2 separate regions of the Triticum aestivum genome follow, and region 1 is linked to region 2. The links are chromatin contacts, called in public Hi-C maps. All regions are on one chromosome and are shown on one strand. Each heading gives the region's core, a stretch centred on a gene start, on an enhancer-like site or on the middle of the called end of the contact. The rest is flanking DNA. Distances are from core to core; before and after follow the strand shown. Region 1 holds the start of LOC123051795. Region 2 holds the start of LOC123051789 (protein HUA2-LIKE 2).

Region 1 (3,846 bases), core at 60-2,559, 340 kb before region 2:
CTATGTAGCTTCATCGATAACAACATCAAACAAGGCTTGCTCAGAGAAATTTCCATGTTTGATAGCTGAAGCAGTTTCTGAGCAAACTCCATATATATCACCTCCACACCAACTGAGTGTTTTCACAACAATTTCTATTTCTCTAAAAATTGACTTCCTATAGGAGGCACTACTTTCACTACGTGTTTGCTGTTTCAAGGACACATGTCTATCTTCAAATGGCCTTCTTTGTACAGAGAGATCTTTCAACAGATCTGAAGCAGTAAATCCTTCATTCTCCTTCCCTGAAGACAAACCTTCCTCACCAATCACATCATCAATAGGCAAATTTTATTCACTGTCTAAAAGAAGAATTATGTGTTCAATTTCTGACCCGGGAGAGGGCTTCATCATTGTTTAAAGATTGTCCCGGCCAATATGTCTCTCCTGATCTGTGTGCATAATCAGAGAAGGGATGGTGTCAATTGATTTTCTGGGCGCCTTCTTGAAAACCGCAAGATTAAGATTAGATATTCTACCTTTAAGTTCATCCGTATCAATTCCTACATCTGAAAGAAGATAAAATTATTACCAGACATTGGCGCTTAGCCCCTTCCGGCACTCGTCCTCGCTGAGCACCACCAGCAGCGGGCGCACCACCGGCACCTTGGCGTCTCCTCCTCACGTCGCCTCCGCGCTGCTAAGCCGTACCAGGAGGTTCTCCTCCGCCTCGTTCCGCCTGTAGGCGGCAGTGGTCGCCTCGATGGCTGCCGAGGTGCGCCTGCGGCGGGGAACCCTAGCTAGCAGGAGAAGATCTGGGAAAGAATTGCAGAGAGAAGGCTGAGAGGATGAGGCATGTTTTTTTAGTGATGAAGCGTGGGTGGGAGGGGACGGGAAAAAAACCTGTTTAGCGAGGGGAATGGACGAAGGCCGATGAAGGCGACGGCGGAACTTAGCCCACTTGCTCGATCCACTCGACGATGTCGACGCCTCCGCGCACCCGAGCCCTACCTCGTGCCGATGGCCGGCGAGGAGCAGCAGCAGGACCACCGCCGCACCTCACCACTCCCTTCTCTCTCCCTCCGGCCTCCCATCTCCTTCCTTCCGTCCTCCCACGCCAAGCCTCGTGCTCCAAGCTCGGGCCGCTTTCCTCCCAGATCCGTCGCCTGCGTGCCATTTCCCACCAGATCCGGCGAGATCCGGCAGGTCCTCGTCGACCGCGCCACCGCAAGCCGCCGCAAGGCCGCCGCCGGTCTCGTCTGCGTCGTGGGCGACGCCCCAGTCCTTCCCGCTCGACCGCCTCTCCACTAAAAAGAATCGCGGGTTGAATGCTAAAAACTGTAGGGTTCTTTTCGTAAGAGCGAAACGTTTTTTTCAGATATCGACTTAAAAAGGGACTGCGGTTGAATATGAAAAAACAGAAGAACTTTTCTGCAAAAAGGCCGCGACGGTAAAACTTAACCCGTACTTTATTATTATTAGGGAAAGACTAGTAAAAGGGCCCGTGCGGTGCAACGGGAGGCCTTCACACTACCTCGGCTCTTCCTAGCATCGCCTTGCCCTCTTGTGTCGAGACGCGCCTTCTTTTGTCCTTGGCACCTCTCATCTTCAGCCACAGTTTGTGCTCCTGTTTGGACACATAGAATTGATGATCTTAAATTATACTCTCTCCGTCAGATATATAAGGTACATCGGGTTTAATTCAAGTCAAACATACGTATGTTTGATCAAGATTACTTAAAAATAAAATATCAATACAAAATAAATACAATATAAAAATACATATTTCTCCTATTAATATTTCATCATGCCTCACGAATTATAAACCCCGTTTGCTTAGCCATTTAGTCGACCCTGTCCAAGTGACCGATTTATTGGGAATTAATTTCTCTACCCTCTACGCGTGCAAGTCCTCCCCACCGTGATTCTCTCAGGTGCTTGCTAATTCATTGGAAGGCCTCTCTTTCTGTTTTCAAGTTGTGTTTGTTTATTCCCGAAGCCACTTGTTGATATTCCAAGCAACTTGCCAACATATATAAATTGGTGGGAATCAGTATCGAAGAGCAGGGTGGGACTATTGTATGTAAACTTTGTATACTGCTAAAATGCTCTCCCTCTGATTTCAAGAAATGCCAAAAGATAGCTCGATCACGGCCCATAAGAGAAAGCCCATAACAGAAGGATATAGAGCGCGGGTCGAGGCCGAGCGTGCTACTATGAAGCGGAGGTAGCCTAAAAAACACCCATGAAGCGGAGGCTTGCGTGAAAATTTCCAATTGGATCAAACCACATTTTCAACATATACCTTTACAATCCCATACACACCAGGCAGTATTATCGAGATCTTTTTCACCATTAATATTTCCACTTCTTCATACCGCACAATGGATAGGAGTGCCTGTGTTAATGTTTGACGCACAATTTGAACTTGGTTATCTCCCAATTTAAAAAGTCCAAAGAAGCACTCTCCCTGTCCGTGCAAGTGTCCAAAGATGTGTGTGTGCATGCTGAATTACATGTAGGGGAAGTCAAAAGAGGAATACTTGTACCTTTGAATATTTGACCTCCGAGTATGTCTACCATGCTGGAATTTAGTCTATTTTGGGCAGCCCAATAACTATTTCAGAAATTTCTAATAAATCCTAGAGGCCCACTTAGCCCATTTGTGCAAGGCAAGGGATACTACTAAAGTTTAGTCTCACATTGCTAGTTTAGTGGGAGTTGGACCTCCTTATAAGGGAGGTTCTTTCCCCACTTGTATGAGCATGAGAACAAGAGGGATATCCACGCGCGCTCCTCCTCCGCCGCCCGCCATGCCGCGGGTTGCGGGAATGAGCCGATATCTAAATTTTTGCCACGCACTACGGTATACGAAAGGTCACTCGGGAGCTGCAAAGTTTTTGTTGTAGTGAACATTGAATACGAACGATGCACCCTTCGGCTGCTGCCTGTTCGTTTCATCTCCCGCGTTCCCTTCAGCTCCCGGCGCAGCCTCTCGCCTCCTTCTCTTGCGCCTATAAAAGGGAGGTCGCTCCTCTCAGAGAAAGGCACCAGAACTTCTCCTTCCTCTCGCCACCGGTTCCAATCTCTGTGCTACTGTTGTCTTCCTCATCCCGGCTTGCGGCGTGCACCGCGAGTCGGGACAGTAGGCCTCCGAAACCGCACCTCTTTGAGTCCTGTACGGGAGAAGGGTGATAAGGTTTTTGGGGAGCGCTCCACGCGACTACTGACTTCTTCATCACGGACTCCGACGACTACTTCCCCGACGTCGACAATCTCATCAACGACATGGCTGGAGAGGATGTCGACCCCAAGTCCAGTGTTTCTGCTGCTGCTGTCCCGTACGTGTTCTTCCTCTTTCTATTAGAGGTTCTGCTACAGTTTCTTGTTCTAGTGTTTGCCCTAGATATGATAGACTCTGCTTCATATATGAAACTTGTCCTACTGTCTGCTATAGATAAACTTGGTTACAGTTCCTATATGCAGATGTTATTTACCTTCTCTTTGTCAGATTGCATGACTAATTTTGTCTCTGCTATATTAGTCATGCTTTATCTAGTATTTCTGTTAATAAAATCATTTGGTAAATTGCTCATATTTCCAACATACCACAGACAGTTTAATAGTCACATTTGTCCAATAGAAAAGATGTTCACGCCTATGGTTGTTCAGAAGATAGAATCTCCCAAATTAGGTCCTCTAATGCTATTGTGGTCATTTGCAGATTCAGACTTAACATGAAATGGCTTTTATAAGTTTGGATTCAAAACATGTGTCACTGTCTAGTTTAGATACAATATGTTTTTTGGAATACTCGCCAATGCCCCTAGAACTATCTTCTCAGAGCCGTCTTCGGGCACAACGCCA
Region 2 (3,730 bases), core at 159-2,658:
TTTGGTGCTTCGGTTGCTGCAAGAAATGCATATATGCCACTCCCTCTGTTTCTAAATAGAAGTCTTTCTAGAGATTTCAATATGGACTACATACGGATGTTATAGACATATTTTAGAGTGTAGATTCACTCATTTTGCTTCGTATGTATTCCATATTGGAATCTCTAAAAAGACATATTTTGGAACGGAGGGAGTAGTAGTGTACTCGAGAACAAGTCACAAGAAATGCATATATGCATATGTGCTAGTAGTGTACTCGATCTCACTTGGTTCTGTTGATCTCACTGCAGGGAAAGGGGTCAAAGGGCACTGGAGCAAAGATTGGCTGAGAAGCTGGCTGCGGTCAAGAGTACAGAGAGCACGTCTCTCGACGCATCCGACAAAGTTTGAGCCTTCTGCAAAAATGACCTGCGAATGTTGTGAATTCCCGGTGCTGCGTTACCCAAGTGACGTTGTCTGGAGGATGGGGAGCATCGTCGGTTCGACCGCGAGCTCTTTCTGTTCCCTAGTTTATATCCATCTGTAAGTGCTTCTAGGGGAGGCGGTGATGCGAGAATGTGTGATTTTACTGATTTAGGGAACCGAACCATATGCCGAACTGTGCAATGATAGCATCATGTTTGTTAGCACAATTTAGCCGCATGCTGACTGCTGAGAGTTTTTCGCATTGCATTTTTGAGGCCCAGAGGCGTTCCATGAGCATGAATGAGTTGCCGCATTGGTCTGTTTGTCGACCGTTCGATTCTATCTGCTTGAGTTATGATTGCCATGAGTAGGCGATGACAGTCTGAGAAGGCGTTGTGGTGAATTAAGTTGGTAGTGTTTGGTAAATGACATGATGCTATGTGTATTGAGTGTGGTAAAATAATAAAGTTTCTTTTCATATAAGAATGAGAAAATCTTATTTGTGTGTGCGAACTAGCAGCCCCAGCCCACCTACTCGGATTCAGATCCTCGTGTCTAACACATGCGCGGTCAATTTCACACTTCAGAGTGTAATTTATTATGTGTTCGCGGTATGTTGTAGCGTGTTGTTACATCGCGTGTGCGTCCGCGGAAATAAAATGGGAGATTTCCAAACTTTGCTTACGGAAGTTTTTTCTTTTAAAACACAAGCGAGTGATCTGACTTTGCCGACACACGACCATTCGTGCAAAACCTCATAGGCCCACGAAAGCCCAGTGAGCCCAGGCCCATCGCCGACCAAGCCCTTTCACGTGTTCGAGCCCTCCTTCCTACCACCAAACCGAACCAGACCAAACAAACCCCACAGAGACACGAAACCAGCCAGAGCCGGCAGCAGCGAAACGGGGAAAGAAACACAGAAAAGGGAGAAAAGAAATTAAAAAAAGAGAAAAATCTCCGAGCCCAACCAAGCCGCCTCCCCCATCCCCCCACTCCGGCGCTCCATGCCTCCTGGCCCCCTCCTCCTCCTCCCCCCCGCCGCCGCCGCCGCCGCCGCCACCGAGCCCATAGGAGCGCCCGCCGCCCGCCCCAGCGCCCGGCGGCCGCGCCGCCCCCTGGTCCGCTAGCCGCAGCGGACGCGCCCTCTGGCCGCCGGTTCTGGGCGGGCGGGAGCGGCGTCGGCGATGGCGCCGACTCGGAAGAAGCGCGCCTCGTCCGCGGCCGCGGCCGCCGCCGCCGCGGCCCAGTGGAAGGTCGGCGACCTCGTGCTCGCCAAGCTCAAGGGCTACCCGGCGTGGCCGGCCATGGTGAGTCGCGCGCCCCCTCGCTCCTTCTCTCTGATCTGGGGCTCCTCTGGCGGTCTGCCTGACCTAGGGTTCGGCGAATCATGTTCTGGGCTGGGGAGCTTGCTTAGGGTTCGGTTAGGTAGTAGTTCCGTTGTACTGTACCGCCATGACTCGCAGTAACAAATGAGGTCTATACTCTATAGGTAGCTGCTAACTCTGATTTCGTGACCCTTTCTGTTTTTTTGGCTATAATAGTGGCGATCCTAGCGAGGCCTGGCATGTTTAGGGTTCTGAGACCATGGAGGTAGTTGGTGGTTAGCCGTATGCAAATTCTTTTGTTCTTTGCTTGAGGTTCCTGCTAAATCGATGCACCAAACTACCGATCTGGTGCTCCGAGTTCATGCACTTCTCAAGTCTTGATTCTAGTGAGGTTTAGTGAATGGTTGTTGTAGTTCAGATTTCACCCATGTGGCAGTTGGGGCTTCATGGAGTTCCGATCTGTTTGGAGTCAGGCAGCTGAGCTTGCTTAGTTTTAGTTTTTGTTTCGGTACATGATGGTGAGGTTGATAAATAGTTCTCGTGGGATAAATCTTAGTGCTTCACTCTCATAAGATTTATTTTGCGAGATCCTGTGTAAGTGTACTGCCTTTATGATGGAACCACTATAGTCTATTAATGTGATCCCGTGTAAGTGTACTGCCCTTTGCTAACCCTAATGTTTACTCACTGTCCTAAAGTTTTGCTTTGAGATGCTCATTTGCTGTACTTGACAGATTACTCCTTGTTTTCTCCTGCGCTTTAGCTATTAAGCATTTCCCCATACTCCGCCTTTTCTCAAGCGTTCTATTTTATGACGACTTAGTTCTCCAAACAGTTATGTACAGGCTTGATTTTATTTTAGCTAACCTTCCTGTTAACATGGCTTGACAGCACTTGCCATTTTAAGCTTTTGTTATGGTGTCTTGTTATGAGAAAGTTCACAAATCCTGCAGTTGCTTTTCACTATTGCCAGGAGAGTAGTTCCTCTCTGTACACTTTTTTGGGAAATATCTTTTTGCTATTATTGCTAAGATTTTGAGGAATATTCTTTAAGCTATAGGATTTCTAGGATGAAACTGCTTAGTTGCTTGTTGGTTAAGACTTCCAGTTTCCTTTTGTATCTGTTCCATTCCTGGTCTGGCTTGTTTAGTCTGAAAAGCTGTGTTTTGGGGCACTGATATTTGTTTGAACTTAAACTGAAAGATCACAGGAATCATAATGAGCACTTGATTTACGGATATCCATACTGTTACAGATTAGCGAGCCGCAGAAATGGGGGCTTCCTTCAACTAAAAAGAAGTTGCTGGTCTACTTTTATGGAACTAAAGAGATGTAAGTTCTACTTTGTATTTAAGATTGTCCTTATGAATTGACAATTATTGGTTGATGCATATTTTACCATATGCACCATTTGCTTGTGCCAAACTATCAAATAGTTTCTCATGTTAGTTGTCGATTATTTTTACAATAGTTTAGCTCTTTGTCCTCTTTTTACTAGTTACTACTTACTGCATGAGATATGATGAGACATGGTATATATTTTTATTTTGATAATTCATCTATTTTCTTTTGTGACAATGAGCACAATGAGTATGTCTGTGTTAGCTTTTGTCTATTTACATGTAAGCCATGTGTTGTTTCTACACGATTCTGTTATTTGTGTAAGTGCCCAGTAGATGGTTCCTGTCACGATGACCACATGATGGGGTTTGGGCTTTTTGGTCATTAAAGGTGTCTGCTTTTGGACTGTGATTTTTACGTAATCAAAACCTTGTTCTAGCTATTATGGAGCACTATAAACATTATTTTTTGATTCAGCAATATGCTGTGGGCATACTAGTGTAAATCTGGGGAACCTATTTATGATAAGGACAGTTTACTATCATACACTTTATGCTTTTTTAGCATAGACTTTTAGGAGTTCCTGGGATTGGTACAAGTATTTTCCTTGCAGCACTTAAGTTTAGTTGTTGTATAAGTTCTAATCATGTACCTGTTTG

The links. A called contact is a pair of places that touch in the nucleus more often than the background predicts.
Region 1: a Hi-C map of leaf shows a contact between it and region 2, with 4 times the contacts expected there. The contact joins the promoter of LOC123051795 here to the promoter of LOC123051789 in region 2. A contact is called at or near these places in 2 of 5 Hi-C or Micro-C datasets (both in leaf).

What each region holds. Positions count from the first base shown.
Region 1 is chr2D:84,007,220-84,011,065 of IWGSC CS RefSeq v2.1, reverse strand. LOC123051795 reads right to left here and starts at 1,309. Exons shown (of 7, transcript XR_006424302.1): 1 at 883-1,309; 2 at 1-794.
Region 2 is chr2D:83,668,986-83,672,715 of IWGSC CS RefSeq v2.1, reverse strand. LOC123051789 (protein HUA2-LIKE 2) reads left to right here and starts at 1,408. Exons shown (of 14, transcript XM_044474767.1): 1 at 1,408-1,712; 2 at 2,986-3,062. The coding sequence starts at 1,590. LOC123051791 (rhomboid-like protein 19) reads left to right here. Exons shown (of 8, transcript XM_044474768.1): 8 at 291-632. The coding sequence ends at 390.